2 separate regions of the Mus musculus genome follow, and region 2 is linked to region 1. Evidence: chromatin contacts called from public Hi-C data. All regions are on one chromosome and are shown on one strand. Each heading gives the region's core, a stretch centred on a gene start, on an enhancer-like site or on the middle of the called end of the contact. The rest is flanking DNA. Distances are from core to core; before and after follow the strand shown.

The links. A called contact is a pair of places that touch in the nucleus more often than the background predicts.
Region 2: a Hi-C map of nephron progenitors shows a contact between it and region 1, with 2.5 times the contacts expected there. The contact joins the promoter of Klf3 here to the enhancer-like site in region 1. A contact is called at or near these places in 14 of 39 promoter capture datasets (the 3T3-L1 cell line, 3T3-L1-derived adipocytes, cranial neural crest and 8 more), 32 of 484 Hi-C or Micro-C datasets (DN3 thymocytes, the N1E-115 cell line, Sertoli cells and 11 more), 17 of 115 datasets of contacts at active chromatin or transcription factors (CD8 T cells, the SCID.adh cell line, acute myeloid leukemia and 9 more) and 5 of 9 other capture datasets (adipose tissue, embryonic stem cells, embryonic tail and 2 more).

What each region holds. Positions count from the first base shown.
Region 1 is chr5:64,736,384-64,743,705 of GRCm38.p6, reverse strand. LOC105244755 (a long non-coding RNA gene) reads left to right here and starts at 1,769. Exons shown (of 4, transcript XR_868443.3): 1 at 1,769-2,132. Within about 2 kb of position 4,950, at least 28 of the 459 cell types and tissues checked have an H3K27ac peak or open chromatin away from gene starts, as enhancers often do. A contact at or near this core is called in the N1E-115 cell line, the SCID.adh cell line, adipose tissue and 3 more, where this site is marked.
Region 2 is chr5:64,801,186-64,808,734 of GRCm38.p6, reverse strand. It overlaps Klf3 (Kruppel-like factor 3 (basic)), which reads right to left and starts at 5,214. Exons shown (of 6, transcript NM_008453.6): 1 at 4,944-5,214. Gm38457 reads left to right here. Exons shown (of 2, transcript XM_006504241.4): 1 at 1-4,685; 2 at 4,776-6,365. The coding sequence starts at 4,446. The coding sequence ends at 5,240.

The DNA of each region.
Region 1 (7,322 bases), core at 3,701-6,200:
GTGTTCCCCCACCCAGCCACCCACTCCTGCCTCCCCGCCTCACATTCCCCTACACTGGGGCATCAAGTCTTCACAGGACCAAGAGCCTCTTCTCCCATTGAAGCCTGACAATGTCATCCTCTGCAACATATGTGACTGGAGCTATGGGTCCCTCCATGTGCACTCTTTTCAGCCTGCTTTCTTATAGTGCCCAAGACCACCATCCCAGGGTTGTACTGACTAAAGTGAGCTGGGCATATCAGTCATCCATCAAGAAATTGCACCATGGGCTTGCCCATAAGCTAATTTAGTAGGGGCATTTTCTCAGTTGAGATTCCCTCTTCCCAAATGACTTCACCTTGTGTCAAGATGACACAATTAGCCAGCACAGAAGACCTTCTACATTCCTCCTAAAAAACACGTGGTTGGGTCATCACAGCAATAACCTACCCTCTGTTACCAACTTCTGTATTAGTTATTTTCTGTTGCTGTGGCAAAAAATACACTGTCATCAAATCAGCTTACGGAAGAAAAGGTTATTTGGTATACTTCTCTTCCAGAGGTTTAGCGTCCATGGTAGCTGAGCATAGGGCACAGGGTCAGGGGCAGGAAGCTGAGGCCTCACATCTTGAGCCACAAGCATAAAGCTGAGAGAGAAAATATGAGATGGCGTAAGTCTTTAAATTCTCAAAGCTTACCTTCACTGTCATACCTCCTCCAACAGGGCTGTTTCCTAAATCTCTCAATCAATTGGAAACCAAGTATTCAAATGTCTGAGACTATGGGGGACATTTCTCACTGAAACCATTATGGCTACCCAGGCTGCCTTGAACTCCCTGTAGCCCAGGCAGCCATTGATCTTCCAAGTAGTAGGGATTATGGGTATGTACCTCCAGGTTTGTCTGGCCTCACCTCACTTTGACAAGGTTCCAGTCAATACCCAGTGGTACATTGTATTCTTTGTGATAATAATATAGTTTGTGAATATATGGGGAGGGCTCTCTGAATGTGGCAAAAAAGAATCCTATAAATAAGGGCTTAGATCTTGTCTCTGCCTTTTGCTAGTTGTGTAATCTTGGGAGCATTATATAGCCACTCTGAGCTTGGGTCTATCTCTGTAAAATAGAAATATTAATACTCTATTCACAGTGCTGCTATGAGGGTTACAGGTGTCTGTAAGAGATCCCAGGAGGGCCTATATGGCTTGTAATGGCTTAAGGATTTATTAATTCATTTCTCATCTTCCTTCATTTATCCCACCAGTACAAGTCAATCTTGGAGATTAAAATAGATAAAAACTGATGTGACTTCAGATGGTGTTGTTTCAGCATTAGAGTATTTCTGGGCACTCCATGTGTTATGTGTCCTTTTCACATACACATTTCTGAAAATATTCCTTAACCCAAATAAACCTGTTTTTATTTTGATGATCACGTGACTGACTCAGATCTATTTGGAGAACTCAATTATTATATGCAGAAGAAAGTTGTCTTAGTTAGGGTTTCTATTGCTGCAATGAAACCCTGTAACCAAAAAGCAACTAGGGTGTGGGGGAAGGGTTGATCCAGCTTACACTTCCATATTGCTGTCTATCACCAAAGGAAGTCAAGACAAGAACTCAAACAGGGCAGGAACCTGGAGGCAGGGGCTGATGCAGAGGCCATGGAGGTATGTTGCTTACTGGCTTGTTCCCTATGGCTTGCCCAGCCTGCTTTCTTATAGAGCCAGGACCATCAGCCCAGGAGTGGAACCACCCACAATGGACTGGGCCCTCTCCTGTCGATCACTAACTAAAAAAATGTACCACAGCCAGATCTTATGGAGCCATTGTCTCAATCAACTTTTTCTCCTTTCAGATAACTGTGGTTTGTGTGTGTGCTGACATTAGACTAGCCGGCACAAATGTCACTTCTGGAAAGCCAGCTCTATCTAGAAGTGTTCTCCTTAAGAAGAAAGTAACATGCGTTCAGCATTTTAATCAACTCCTGAAGAAAACAGCCACAACTCTGTTTTCCTACCTGAAGGCTCCTGTAAAGCTTGGACTTCAACTTTAAACCGTGTTCCTTCAGCTGAGATTTGATGTGTCCTTGGCATGTGCCCACCCCAGAACTTCTCACGGGTGAGCAGCACTGTGGTACCTCCAGGCCTTGCAGGTAAGGATGCTGGCAGTGTTCATCGAGATGCAGGAGGGGGCCTTGGGATGCTGCAGTTTCTTCTGTAGCTCTTTAAAAGTGTCTCTTCCCCCCAGTGCTGGCAATTCACCCTTTCTCTGAGGGCTCTAAGAGCCATGGGAAGCCTGGGGCCTGTCATTTGCATTTTAGTTGGAAAGAAGCAGAATTCTCTTTTCCTCCTTTTCTGGTGCCATGACAAACAAAAGGATATGAGGCGGATTTTTTCCCCCACTTTGGAAAAACACACAAATGCCAATTCCAGAAGCAGAGTTTCCCTCATTTTCACTTGTAGTCATTTTTGTGCAGTGTCCCCCACTTTAACAGAGAATTATTTAATCAGATGGAGGATGGTGCTTGTCTGTGGCATGAAAAATATACTTTTTTTTCCCTCCCCTTCGGCTTTCCTCAGGCATTCAGCTCCTGTACCCTTACAACAGCCGGTAAAATTGCTTGGTTGGGCCAGCAAGATGGCTCAGTGTGTAAAGGTGGTTGTGGCAGAAGTTTTACTACCAGAGTTCAATCCTGGGGACCCACACAGTAGAAGGAGAAAACCATGTTCACAAGTTGTTCTCTGATCATACATCCACCATGCCCCCAAAGACACTTGGCCTGGACAAAAACTAAAATGTAATAAAAACTTTTTAAAAATTTAGTGTTCAGGGCCTAGACTGTGGTCTGTGTGATGCAGGCCTCTGGAAGTAGCCTTCTCAATCTTGGCTTCTGGGGTTCTGCCCCCTGCACAGTACACACACTCCAGGTGACTGTGGTTCCTGAAGGAAAGTTATTTGATGAAGACATGCCGGCATATACCTGCAATCGCATCAGTCTGGGGGCAGGGAAAGGAAGACTGTTGCGAGTTTGAGGCTAGCCTGGTCTACAAAGCAAGACTCTGTCTTAAAAAGAAAGAAAGAAAGAAAGAAAAGAGAGAGGGAGAGAGAGAGAGAGTGAGAGAGAGAGAGAGAAGGAAGGAAGGAAGGAAAGGAAGGAAGGAAGGAAGGAAGGAAGGAAGGAAGGAAGGAAGGAAGGAAGGAAAGGAAGGAAGGAAGGAAGGAAGAAAGGAAGAAAGGAAGGAAGGAAGGAAGGAAGGAAGAAAGGAAGAAAGGAAGAAAGGAAGAAAGGAAGAAAGGAAGGAAGGAAGGAAGGAAGGAAGGAAGGAAGAAAGAAAGAAAGAAAGAAAGAAAGAAAGAAAGAAAGAAAGAAAGAAAGAAAGAAAGAAAGAAAGAAAGATTCGGCTGTTATGAGCACTGGCTGCTCTTCCAGAGGACCGGGTTAAGCTCTTAGCACCTATACAGAGTCTGACAATTCCAGTTCCAAGGGACCTAGTGCCCTTGTCTTTACAGAGCTGTGTGGAAAGTTGTATTCAGGAGAGAGTCTCAGCTAGATGGGCAGACTGTACTACTGGCGGCCAGAGGTGCGTTTCCTTCGTGTCTTATATTTGTTCTCTGACTCTTACCCAGGAAAGCCGGAGCCTCCCAGGCTAGTATACTGCTGAGTCTGCAGAAAGGCCTCATTATCAAGAAATCAACAGCATACTTAGCCCTGCAGCCCAGGGCAGACCTGGGCCCGGGGGTGGGGGTGGGGGTGGGGGTGGGGGTGGGGGTGACAGGACTGTTTCTTGCAGGCTTAAAGAGGACAAGCCAGGAGTGGCCGGAAGAAGAAAGGTGACTCCCAGGGCCTGGGCCAGAGAAGGGTTTTGGACAGGAAAGAGGCCTCATAACACAGCACACTTGACAGGAATTGTTTAAGGCTTTAAACCTTTGCCAAGTAACGCGAGACAGGCCCTATAAGTATTTTAGCTATATATAGGGTGTAACCTGAAAGTGCCTCCCTCTGCAGAGGCTTTTGAACTGACAGTGCCTCCCTCCTGGGAGGACAGAGTGGGGGGAAGGGGTCCTGCTAGAGACACACAAAAGTAGGGGAGCACTGCCTTTGAAGAATTTCCTCCCTTTTCATGCCTGGGGTGTAACCAGAGACCAGTGTCAACAAAGAATCCCGCTTGGGAAAGCTTTTGTGCTCTGCTCTCTTTCGGGGGGCGTGACTCGGTTTTTCAGAGGTCAATGAATTGTAAATTGTATAAGTTTATGTTCTCCTGGACTCCGGTGGGGGTGGGGGTGGGCTTCTGAGGGTGTGTGAGTGGAAGAGGGGTGGGTGGTGTCACTCCAACATCCTGGAAACTTGCTGTATGGTAAGACCAGATCTGGCCGCAAGAAATCCTCCCACTTGGAAGAGAGCAGGAAGCGTATGTGGGTTTGGATGCTCACATCTGAATTTGCTCTAGCAAATAAATCCATAGTAAAACTTGAAAATAAGGTACCATAGCACGTGCAGAGATGGTGATAGTAATACAGTCAGTTATTTGGTTGGTCTGATTGCTTTCCTGCACTTAGGACTACTTGTGTGCCTCCCAGTAGCACCTACTCTGTGCTGTGCTCTCATAGGTTGGGGCTAGTTGTTAATCACTTTGTGTGTGTGTGTGTGTGTGTGTGTGTGTGCGTGCATTGATATCTCCATTGTTCTTCTCCTTATTCACTGAGGGTCTCACAGTTGAACCCAGAGCTCGCTGAAACGGCTAGTCTAGTTAGCAAGCTTGCCCCGAAGTTCCTTTCTCCCCTTTCCAAACGCTAAGATCATACTTAGGCAGGCCCCCATGCCCATCTGCATTGACCTGGGTTCTGAGGAGCTGAAACCCAGTTTTCCAGCTTTGCACACACAGCAAACACTTTGTTCATGAGCCACGTCCCTGCCTGCTCCGTGACTCGTTTTGATCGATATTTCTTATCCCTCCAAACTCCTACAACCCTCTGGCTCTACAAAAACACATTAGTGCTTGATGGGTGCTTGTCCCATTCCAGACCCTGTACTGAGTAGTGGACAGAGTGAATGGGCTTTCACTTTCTCAGAATGTGTAATCTGTGTTGGAGGAAAGCAGACACTGAAACGAGCAAGTGATGTAATGTATCGGCAGTTGATGCATAATAAAAAGAAACATTAGGGACACCCAGGAGGCAGCTGGTGGCGTCTCTCAGGAAAACGGGGCTCCAGGGGGAGCATGTCTTGCTTCCCACTGAAGGCTGCTCTAGACAAGGTGGGTGGGGTGAAGGGACAGGGGCGGGAAATATAGTTGATGGGAACCCATTGCTGCAGACCTGGGGGCCTTGTGGGTCACTGCAAAGTCTGAATTTCCTTGTGGGTGAGGTGGGAAGCCTCTAGAATGTCTTTAGAAGTGAGACAAACATTCTGGCCACTGCTTTAAAAATAAATCCTAAGGGCAAAGGTGGGAGCCGAGAAACACGATCCGGTGATCTGCGCAAGAGGGGATGGTGGCTTGCTGTAAGGATTTTCCAGACTTGAAGTCTCTGGGAGGGCCGGAGGGCTGGCAAGATTTCCTGCTGAGTGGAATTCTAGGCTGGAAAGAGGCAAAGGTACGCAGCCTTCTTCCCCTGGGCCCTCTGAGCAGAGCAGGGTGGGGACTGACCCCTACAAGTTGGTCTGGGGTGGTATCCTTTTTTTGTTTTTTGTTTTTCCTCGTGGTCACTGGCAGCAAGCCAGTTTCACCCAGATCTGGAGAAGAAAATGAGAGCAACATTTGGGCTAACATGGTTAACTCATGCACTGTTCTGGGTGAAGAGAAGCCAATTTGTGTGGCCCAGGCTCTGGGCTTCTTCCTGCAAGGCTCAGGAGGAATTTGGAGGCATCACAGGGAGATCAGGCCAGAGAGAACTGTGGGGAGGAGTCCCGGCTTCTGCAAGCAGAAGCATGTCATTTCTTCTTCCGTCTGTGCATCACTTCAACATTTATTGAGTGTTTTTGTGCTCGTCTACTATGCTAGGTGCTGTGCTCAAAGATGAATAAAGTCCTGTTTGGTAGAAATTTATATCATAGGTCAAGTGATAGATATATAGGATAGACAGAATGTTCTGGTAGTCAAGATTTAAACCCACCCTCCCCACTGTGTATGTGTGTGTGTGTGTGTGTGTGTGTGTGCTGGGGAGGGGGCTTGAATATGCCAGGTATGCAGATGGAGATCAAAGGACTGTCTTTGGGAGACCAGTGTCTCCTTCCACCTGGAAGATGGCCCCAGCTCCACTGGAGACAGAGTTGATTATTCTACATCCAGATCTGCAGGCAACAGAGAGAGCAGAGAGGAGAGGGAGAGAGAGAGAGAGAGAGAGAGAGAGAGAGAGAGAGAGAGAGAGAGAGAGAGAGAGAGAGAGAGAGAGAGAGAGAGAGAGAGAGAGCTGCTAGGTCTGGCTTGGGCCCCTAAACCTTAAAGCACCTCTTCCCCCAAGTACTTCCTCCAACAAGCCTACACCTAATTCAACATGGCAGCACCTCCTAAGCTTTTCAAATACTGCTGACTAGGCATTCAGATATGTGAGCCAATTGGGGGGGGGGGGCACATGTTTTTATCCAAACCATCACACTGATATTCAACCTTGCTGGCCCACCAGCTTCAGGGTAGTTCTGTCCTAATTTACTCCTATAAAAATCTGACCCACTGTACCAATGTTTAAACTACAGTGGCCTCATGGTGTCTAGATTCTGGGCATGGCACTTGGGTCATCAGGTGTCCATGTTTTTATCTGCTGATCTATCTTTGGGGCCCAATATCTGTATTTTCTTGGTTTTTACTCATATGGTCTTGGTTTCTCCTTCTCCTTTTCCTTCCCTCCTCCTCCTCCTCTTCCTCCTCCCCCTCTTCCTCCTCCTCCTCTTCCTCTTCCTCCTCTTCCTCCTCCTCCTCTTCCTCCTCCTTTTCCTTTCTCCTCAACATATTTATTTGGTTCTGATCTATACAGTGAGGCAAATTTAAATAGTTTGAGAGGATACCTTAGTAGCCAAGTACTTTGCACAAAAGTATAAGGTCCAGGGTTTGGGTTCTACTACTGACAAAAGTTATGTATTAAATTAGAGATCTGGAATGATGTTATCTATCAGAGTGTATTTATTCTTGGATCTACTGGGTTTCTGGGCTACTGGTACTATGGAATGACTTTAATTCAAGTTCTGGGGCTCTGAAGCTGACTTTCTAGGTCCAAATATATTTGCCATTGTTCTTTGGCTGTTTCCCTCTCATGTATCATCCTGAAGCAAAACAGTTGCATCAGTCCTATCCTGGAATGCTGGTGTTGGGTCCGATGATCGTGCAAGGCTCTATGAAGTTCTCTCTCT
Region 2 (7,549 bases), core at 3,965-6,464, 65 kb before region 1:
TGCGCAGGCGCAGACGTCCAGGAACCTGCTGCTTGTCAGTGGTTGCTCCATCTTCGCGCCCCCCCCCCCCCCCGTTAACAATTAGCTGGGGAAATGATAATGTATTCAGCTTGCCAACCCAATGGAAATGAGTTTCAAAAACCTCAAGGAACCAGTTTTTCCAAAGAACTTTACTGAAAACACGCGGAACGAGGCACAGAGCACTTTCGTTAATTAGTGCACTGAAGACGGTCATTCCGTGTGCACACAATTGAGAAGCACATACACTTTTTCTCTTTTTGCTTTAGAAGAAAACATCCCTAGTCCTGATTCACAAAATATCTACAGTGCCGTGTTTCCCTACTAACTTTCAAGGAAGGAGTGTTTGGGGTAGGGTGGGGGGAGCAGGGCTACCTCCTTTAGACAATACTCTCCCTTATCAGGGCAGACTGTGTCTGGTTTCCTGTCTCCGAGCTCTGGCATGACTGTCTAAGATGAGAAGCAGGCTCTGAACAGCCGGAGCCTGAAATGGGAACACTGTAGACCATCCTGCTCACTCCGAGGAGGCACTGGTGAGAAAATACCTCTCAGCAAACCAGGTGGTAATTGCTCTAAGATTCTAGGGATTTCTCTCCCCATAACAGATAGGATCAATGCTAACTAGCCGCTTCAGAAACAAGCACAATTTGTGTGTGGTGTGTGTATGTGAGATATATACATATATATTCGCAAGTGGGTGTAAAACCAGCATTTGGAAATAGGTGAGAACCCAGAGACAATGAAGTTAAATTAGGCATGCTGAGTTATATGAAGAGACGAAACTATTGTTCCCATGCCTTGTGGATATAGCAACTACTATATACAACGTCCCTAACAATTTAGTACAGCATTTAAAAGCTTGCAACACTCCTGATAGAGTAGACTAGACTCTAATCAAACCTATTAGCCACCTCCCTGTCCCCACCCAAGCAGAAGGGACGATCGGAGTAAACCAACCTCATCAAGACTGCCTACTCAATCTAGTTGGTTGTTACTAACTCTGTATTTCAATTTAAATCATTTATGAACTTCAGCTCAAAGGTCTCTGGTTCTCAGTACAGCTTAATATTTCAAGTTCCTTTGTTCTAAGGCAGAAAGAAAAAAAGAAAAAAACAAAACAAAAAAAAACCCCAGAAACCAAATCAAACCACTACTGGGGACTTCTAAGACTCTTGTAATTTTTCAAGGAAAGTATCATTAGCCTACTGTTTGACTCTAGTAACTTTCATAGATGAGGCTGTTGGAATCTTTACTTCACTTCAATCATGTTATATCTTCCTTTTGTAACTCTTAGCAGGACGAGATATTTGAAGCAACTAGCTATTCTCAAGACTGGTGGCTCAGGGCTGGTTTGCGTCCAGTCATCTCTTAAATAAGTCCATCTCAAACTGTAGACCATTCCTTTAGGTCTTAAAGAAAATCCCCAAGTAAGTTTGAAAAAGACACATAAAAGTCCCCACCCCCAACTCTTTCTTTTAAAGAAAAAGTTTCTCAAGAGCAGGGAGAGAGAGAAACTTACTAAACAGTTTATCCAGACTGTGGAGGCCACGAGCTAAAGATTGAAAAACTGATTATTATGAGAAAGATACGCATCTCTCTGTTTTCAAAACAAGATTACAATTTTCCACACCATCATTCAAGAAAACCAATCAGCACCTACCTCTCCTTTTCCTTAAGATTTTTATTCTTAACATGGGCTAGAAATCACCTCTAGGATATAGTAGTCTTTGCCCTTAAAAAATATTCTGCTGGTTTAATCTTTATCCCTAAAAGAAATAACCCTGGATTTTTTTTTTTCTTGATACATGTCATGGTTTGCTTGAATAATTTTTTCTAGAGATTTCTCCTTCAAAACAAGCAAGACTCTGCAACTCAAGCCCAGGTGGCTAAGCTATTTAAATTTTCCATCCCCTGGGTCTACCTGGGGCAGCCCAGAGTGAAAATGAGCAAGGGTGGGCCAGAGCTTTCGCATAATGCCAGATCTTTAACTCCAAGGTGTTAATCCTGATCTAAACTTGACAGCTCCAGGGCAGTGTGCCTATCTCCCGACAATGGCTGTATCCACCTTCACAGGAAAACTGCAAAAACACCTTCCTTTAGATTTGTCCATATGCCCACAAAATCCCTAACATCCCATCAGCGGGATAACTTTTAAAAGGTAAAAAGTATCGATTTGCCCCTTTAACAGTGGGGCAAAGGGTGTGTGTTAAAAGGTTAACTGACTTCTCAATTATGACATAACACAGGCATCTTGAGCAATCACAGTGTAGAGACATGATAGCTCCCTGGGTGGGGATACAAAGTTTAGGGGCAGGGACCATGGCCTGGTTTAGGCTACTGATCGACCAGAAAACAGCCTGAAACAGGAAAGAGCACACATATGCCACTTGGAATGTATGACGCAAACCCCAGCCTTGAAACAAAGAACAGGAAACAGCCCGGCCGGCAGTGCTGGAGAGAGAGCACAGAGAAACATTTAGCCAGCCCTCCCTGACCCTATATTCATGAGCAGCTGGAGTTTTTTAAGACAACAACAGGGGGGTGGAGGTGTTTGTTCTATGGGTGTGAATAATAACACCAGCTTTATACAAGGGGACCTGCCCTATTTACAAACAGGAGCTGGGGCATACACTAAACATCCCAAGCACACATGCGATTTTATCATCTCCAAGCTGCAGAGACCTTCCGAGTTACCTAGTGCCAGCCTCCTTCCTGATTTCTTTTGTCCCTTTCAGCCAGGTCCCAAGGGCTAACAGCCCTGACTAAATTCTACGATGGAAAATGATCAGATCTAGCCCAGATCTAGCCATCATGCATATTGAGGAAGATCTAGAGAAGGCACTGCTGTAAAAATCCAGGTTACAACTGGGTTATCCCACAGAACCAAAGCTGGACCTAGTTCAAGCTTCCTTTGGTCACAGCTAGACAGAAGACAGACTTGGCCTCTTTAGCCACTTGAAAATCTCGTTTTTTTTTTTTTTCAAATGTAGTCAAGGACATAGCTACTCACTGGTTCTCCACATAAAGCTACTGAAAGTCACCCTTTTGGGAATGTGATTTTTACTGCAATTCGTAAACTCCAGCACCAGTTTTACCAGATAATCTAACAATGACTCTTTTCCCTGAGATATTCAAAGGCAGCAGGGTCCATTTAAAGTCCCACCCACAGTAGTTTTTTCTTTACATGTTGTTAGCCAAGATGATTTAACTCAACTCAGGTTTCCATTATCAGGGACTTACGGATTGGTCTGTAGACAAAACTACAGGTTAACAAGAAAAAAAAGGGGGGGAGGGGGGAAAGGCATCGCTGTACCCATAGCAACAAGATTGCATTTTAATATAGAAACTTTGCAGCAGAGAGACAATAGCTCCCTCCACAGCTATGTAGTTTTGTATTGGGAAGGGTTTGCAACCCAAGCAGCTACTGTCACTCCTACACTTTGATACTCTCCTTAATTTCAGCCAAATGGTCACTACAGAGCACCTCCACAGGACTTGGCTAGCGGCGACGGTCTGCAGCAAACCTCAATGATGAGAAAACTGATTTTTCTCTAGGGAGTATAAATTAATCAAACATCTTCTTTCAGGTTTCTCTAAACAGCCTAAGGTAAACACGCACGTTTAAGCCACGGAATAACTCAGGGGGCTCTTTCTTCATAAACCCTAACTTACAAAATTATTAAGATGTTTGTTACATTCCTGGGATGAGGCAAGTTATCATGCAAGCAGAATTTCTTATAAAAAGTGTTCCTCAAATTTATGCATAAAGTTCTCATTTATCTTAACTGGCCCACGTTCACTCAATTTTGCTTAGTGACAAGATATCAAATCCAAATGAATTCAGAATACCAATTCATACTTCCCCCCCAACACCACTCTTGAGAATAAAGTATCTCCAACAATATTAGAGGAAAAAAAATATAAGTTCTTAGAACCAAATCTCATGACTCCGTGTAAAATAAAATCTCAATGACTCTGTGTAAAGTGTTTATTTTGAAGAATACAAGGTAAACATTATCCAGTGTCCATTTAACCTGAATTATTCAAAGGCTCATTCATATTCAATTAGTATTATTGTAAAATACTACTATTGTAAGTACTGCAGTAAAAATTTACAGAAGTGTTTCTGTTATCCGCCAAAGACATGGATATGACAATTCCAACTCTTATTTGCCACCTCCAAGCTATCCAAAGGTTCTGGTCCACACCACTGTCCTGTGGTCCCTACAGGGCTCCGGTTCCCTAACACCGAAGGCGCTCTGCACTGCTAGCCACGCTGCAATCCTTTGCTTCAGGCACTGCGGCAGGTTCTCTCCAAGTCCCCAAAGGCAGTCTCTCCAAACCTCGGTGGTTCTTTTCCTCCCCCCTGCCTTCCCCCACAAGCCAAATGACCCAGCAGTTAGCGCGCTCCGGGTACGGAAAAGGGGATGCTTCTTCAGTCCCAATCGCCCCCAAGTTTCTCGCCAGGGGCGCTGGAGGCTGGGCTCCAAGTTTGCTGGGCGGCAGCTGGGGGGCGCGGGCGGGGGGCGGGAGCCCCGAGTCCAGGCGGGAGGGGGAGGAGCAGGCGCGCGGCCTCGCCGCTACCTGGCTCCTTCCAACGCGGCCGCTCGCGGGGTGCGCCGGGGGCTCCGATGGGAACCGAGCGCGGGGGACCCGGGACCACACAGGTGAGCCCCGCCCGCGGGCTCCCAATCCACCGAGTTCCCCTATCCCACGATCCCGCCCGCCATCCCCTCCCCCTCGCTCCTCCACCCCAGCTCCGAAGCACTTTCCCAAGCCCGAAGGAGCCCTCGCTGCACCCCGAACCCGTTCTCCGCGTCCTGCTTTCTCCGAAGGGAAAAAAAAAAGGAGAGAAAGAGAGAGAAGCAAGCAGATGCGGCGCAAAGCGGGGCGCAGGACGGCAAGGTGAGGGCGCGGGGACTTACTCTGCCAAGCGCGGTGCCGAGCGCAGCGGCCAAGAAACCCAGGCCCGGCTCCCCGGCGCCCGGAACCCCGCGGGCCGGCAGGTCAAGCGCTTCGGGCCGGACGGCGTCCGGGATAGGGACCGCGACCGCACGGACGCGCGGGTGGGGTTGGCTCGGGTGGCGCTCGCACTGCGCTCCGGCCGCGGCTCCGCGCGGCTCGGCTCCCCGCTCCCCTCTGGCTCCTTGGCACCAACTCTGGGCAGTCACATGACGCCGGCGCCGCTCGCTCTGCGAGCCTCCCCGGGGCTGGCGGGGTAAGTAGAGGCTGGGAGCCGGGGTGGGAGGGTCAGGGAGGGGCAGCGGGAGCCGCCACAGCCGCCCGGGCTGGGAGGGGTCCCCACCCACTTGGGTGGAGGCAGCCGCCGGAGGGGTCGGCGAGTCACTGGCAAACACGCACCCCGCCCTGCCCTTCCCCGCCCCCGCCTCCCGCGCCGCCCCCGCCCGCGCCCCGCCCAGTCACCCGGGGCCAGCCTGACAGACACTCATTATTCCCCGGAGCCGGGCGCCGCCCCGCCGGCTCGACCTGTCCCGGGAGGCGCGGCGCGGCCTCGGGGCTGGGCGTGAGCGGCCCCCGCCCGGCTCTCCACCCTGGGCCTCCACCCCGCCTGAGCGCTCCGCCCGGCGCCCTGAGCCCGCGGCCCCGCCCTAGCTGTCCTGGCCTCCTCGCTGCGGCCCGAGCCCCGGGGGGAAGGAAGGGCGGCGTTGGCCCGCTCCGGGCGTCACACGCTCTACGGCCCCTAGCGCCGCTTCCAAAACACACAGCCCGGGTTCGCAGGCGAGCCGAGGAGTGGGGGAGCGAGGCCGTCAATCACTCGCTCCCGCGGGAAGGGCCGCCCCTCCCGGGCAGAGGGCGGTGGAGCGGGTGTTGCGGCCCAGGATGCCCTGTCCCTACGTCGGGGAGCGCGGTGCTCCAGGAGCGATCGCTGCCTTGTGCACAGGGGTCGCGCTGCAGCCTGCGCGCTGGCGCTGTTCGGAGACTTCGGGTCGCCCCTGTTCTTTCGCCTACCCTGCAGGGGCCGCTTCCAGCCTGGAGGGACTTTTCTTGGAAAGGTGGAGACCCCCGGAGGAGTGCGACTCCCCAAGGGCCCGATGCTCTGGAGCGAAAAGGCGTTCGCTGGTCAGCCTTGCTGCCAGAAAATTTAGCAAACTTCGGGCAGATCCTCCCACCTGGGGCGAGAGCTCTGGCTGGCCTGGGGCTCAGCCCCGGGACCTTTCCTTTCACACTTTAAGAGCCTCAAGGCACTTTTTCCGTGGAAACCAGGCCAGCGCGAGGACAACTTCGCTGAGCTTGGTGCTAGGCTAGAGTCGGAGGCTTTTGAGTTTCCTTTTAAAACAGTATTAATGTAATAAGGAACGCAATAAAAAGAACAAAGGACAAATTGGTTCAATTGTTTTAGTTCTGTGTAATGTTTTAAAACAACCCGGCTTCAGTCTATGGCTTGTTATTACTTCAAGATGTTTTAAAGGCCCTGTAAGTTCACCATTCTCACTTCACTTTGATGCTTCAGCCAGGCATGGTACTACTTAAAACGTAGTGATACATAGATTCCCCACTCCTTGTTGTAACTACAAGGTACAATTAAACTAGAACCCAGTAACCTCCAACACTGAAATTGTCTGTCCTGAGGAGACCCAGAACCCACTAGTTCACATTCCAGTATAATGTCCTGTTTAAAATGTAAGTGGTGAGGGTCTTGGGTGGTTTATTTCCAAATAAAATAGTCAAAGAAAAAGTTGGGTTTTTGTTTGTGTGTGTGATTTGTAAATTGCTGCTCCTAGGTGACCAATCATTAGCAATATATTTGAATGGCTAGGATTTAAATGAGAGATAGAAAGAAAAAAAAAGATAAAGTAGATCAGATGGCTTGAAAAGTGGCCCAAGATAAGAAGGGTGGGGATGGGGGTGGGGGTTAACACCTTAGTGAGCACTGATTTGGGTGCCTCTAGGGAAAAAGATCTAATCAAAGCCTGAGTGCTTGTAGTGCTGAGTAGCTCAGCAAGAGACACAGAAACTCTTCCAGGTGGGCAAGTCGGAACTGCCTGAAGTCATCCCTGACCCTTGCCCCTCCCTAGCAGATCGCCAAACTGTCTCCCATCATTACTTACTCCTTGGCCACTACCCTGGTACACCCTGTTGCAACAGTGTCTCCCATTTGTAGCATGATTAAAGGTGTGGGAAGAGAGTGGAAGCAATGGAGTAAGAATGTCCTTTCTAAATAAAGTACAGATCTAAATGTGTCAGTTTCTTGGGTGACTCAGTTTGGGTTCGACCTTTCTATCTGTACCGAAGGGTATCTGTCTTAGTTACTTTTCTATTGCTCTGCTGAATGCCATGATCAAGCTACCTTCGAGAAGGAAGGGTTCATTTGGGGTTTGTGGTTTCATCCTCATCACCATCACCGTGGGAAAGTGTGGCCCCAGGTAGGTATGGCAGCAGGACCTGCTGAGAGCTTACATTCTGAACTGGAGAAGCATAGCACTAACTGGGGATGGGGTGGGGTGGCCTTTTGATATCTCAAGCCACTCCCCAGCAACCCCCTTCCTCCAGCAAGGCATCTCCCAAACCT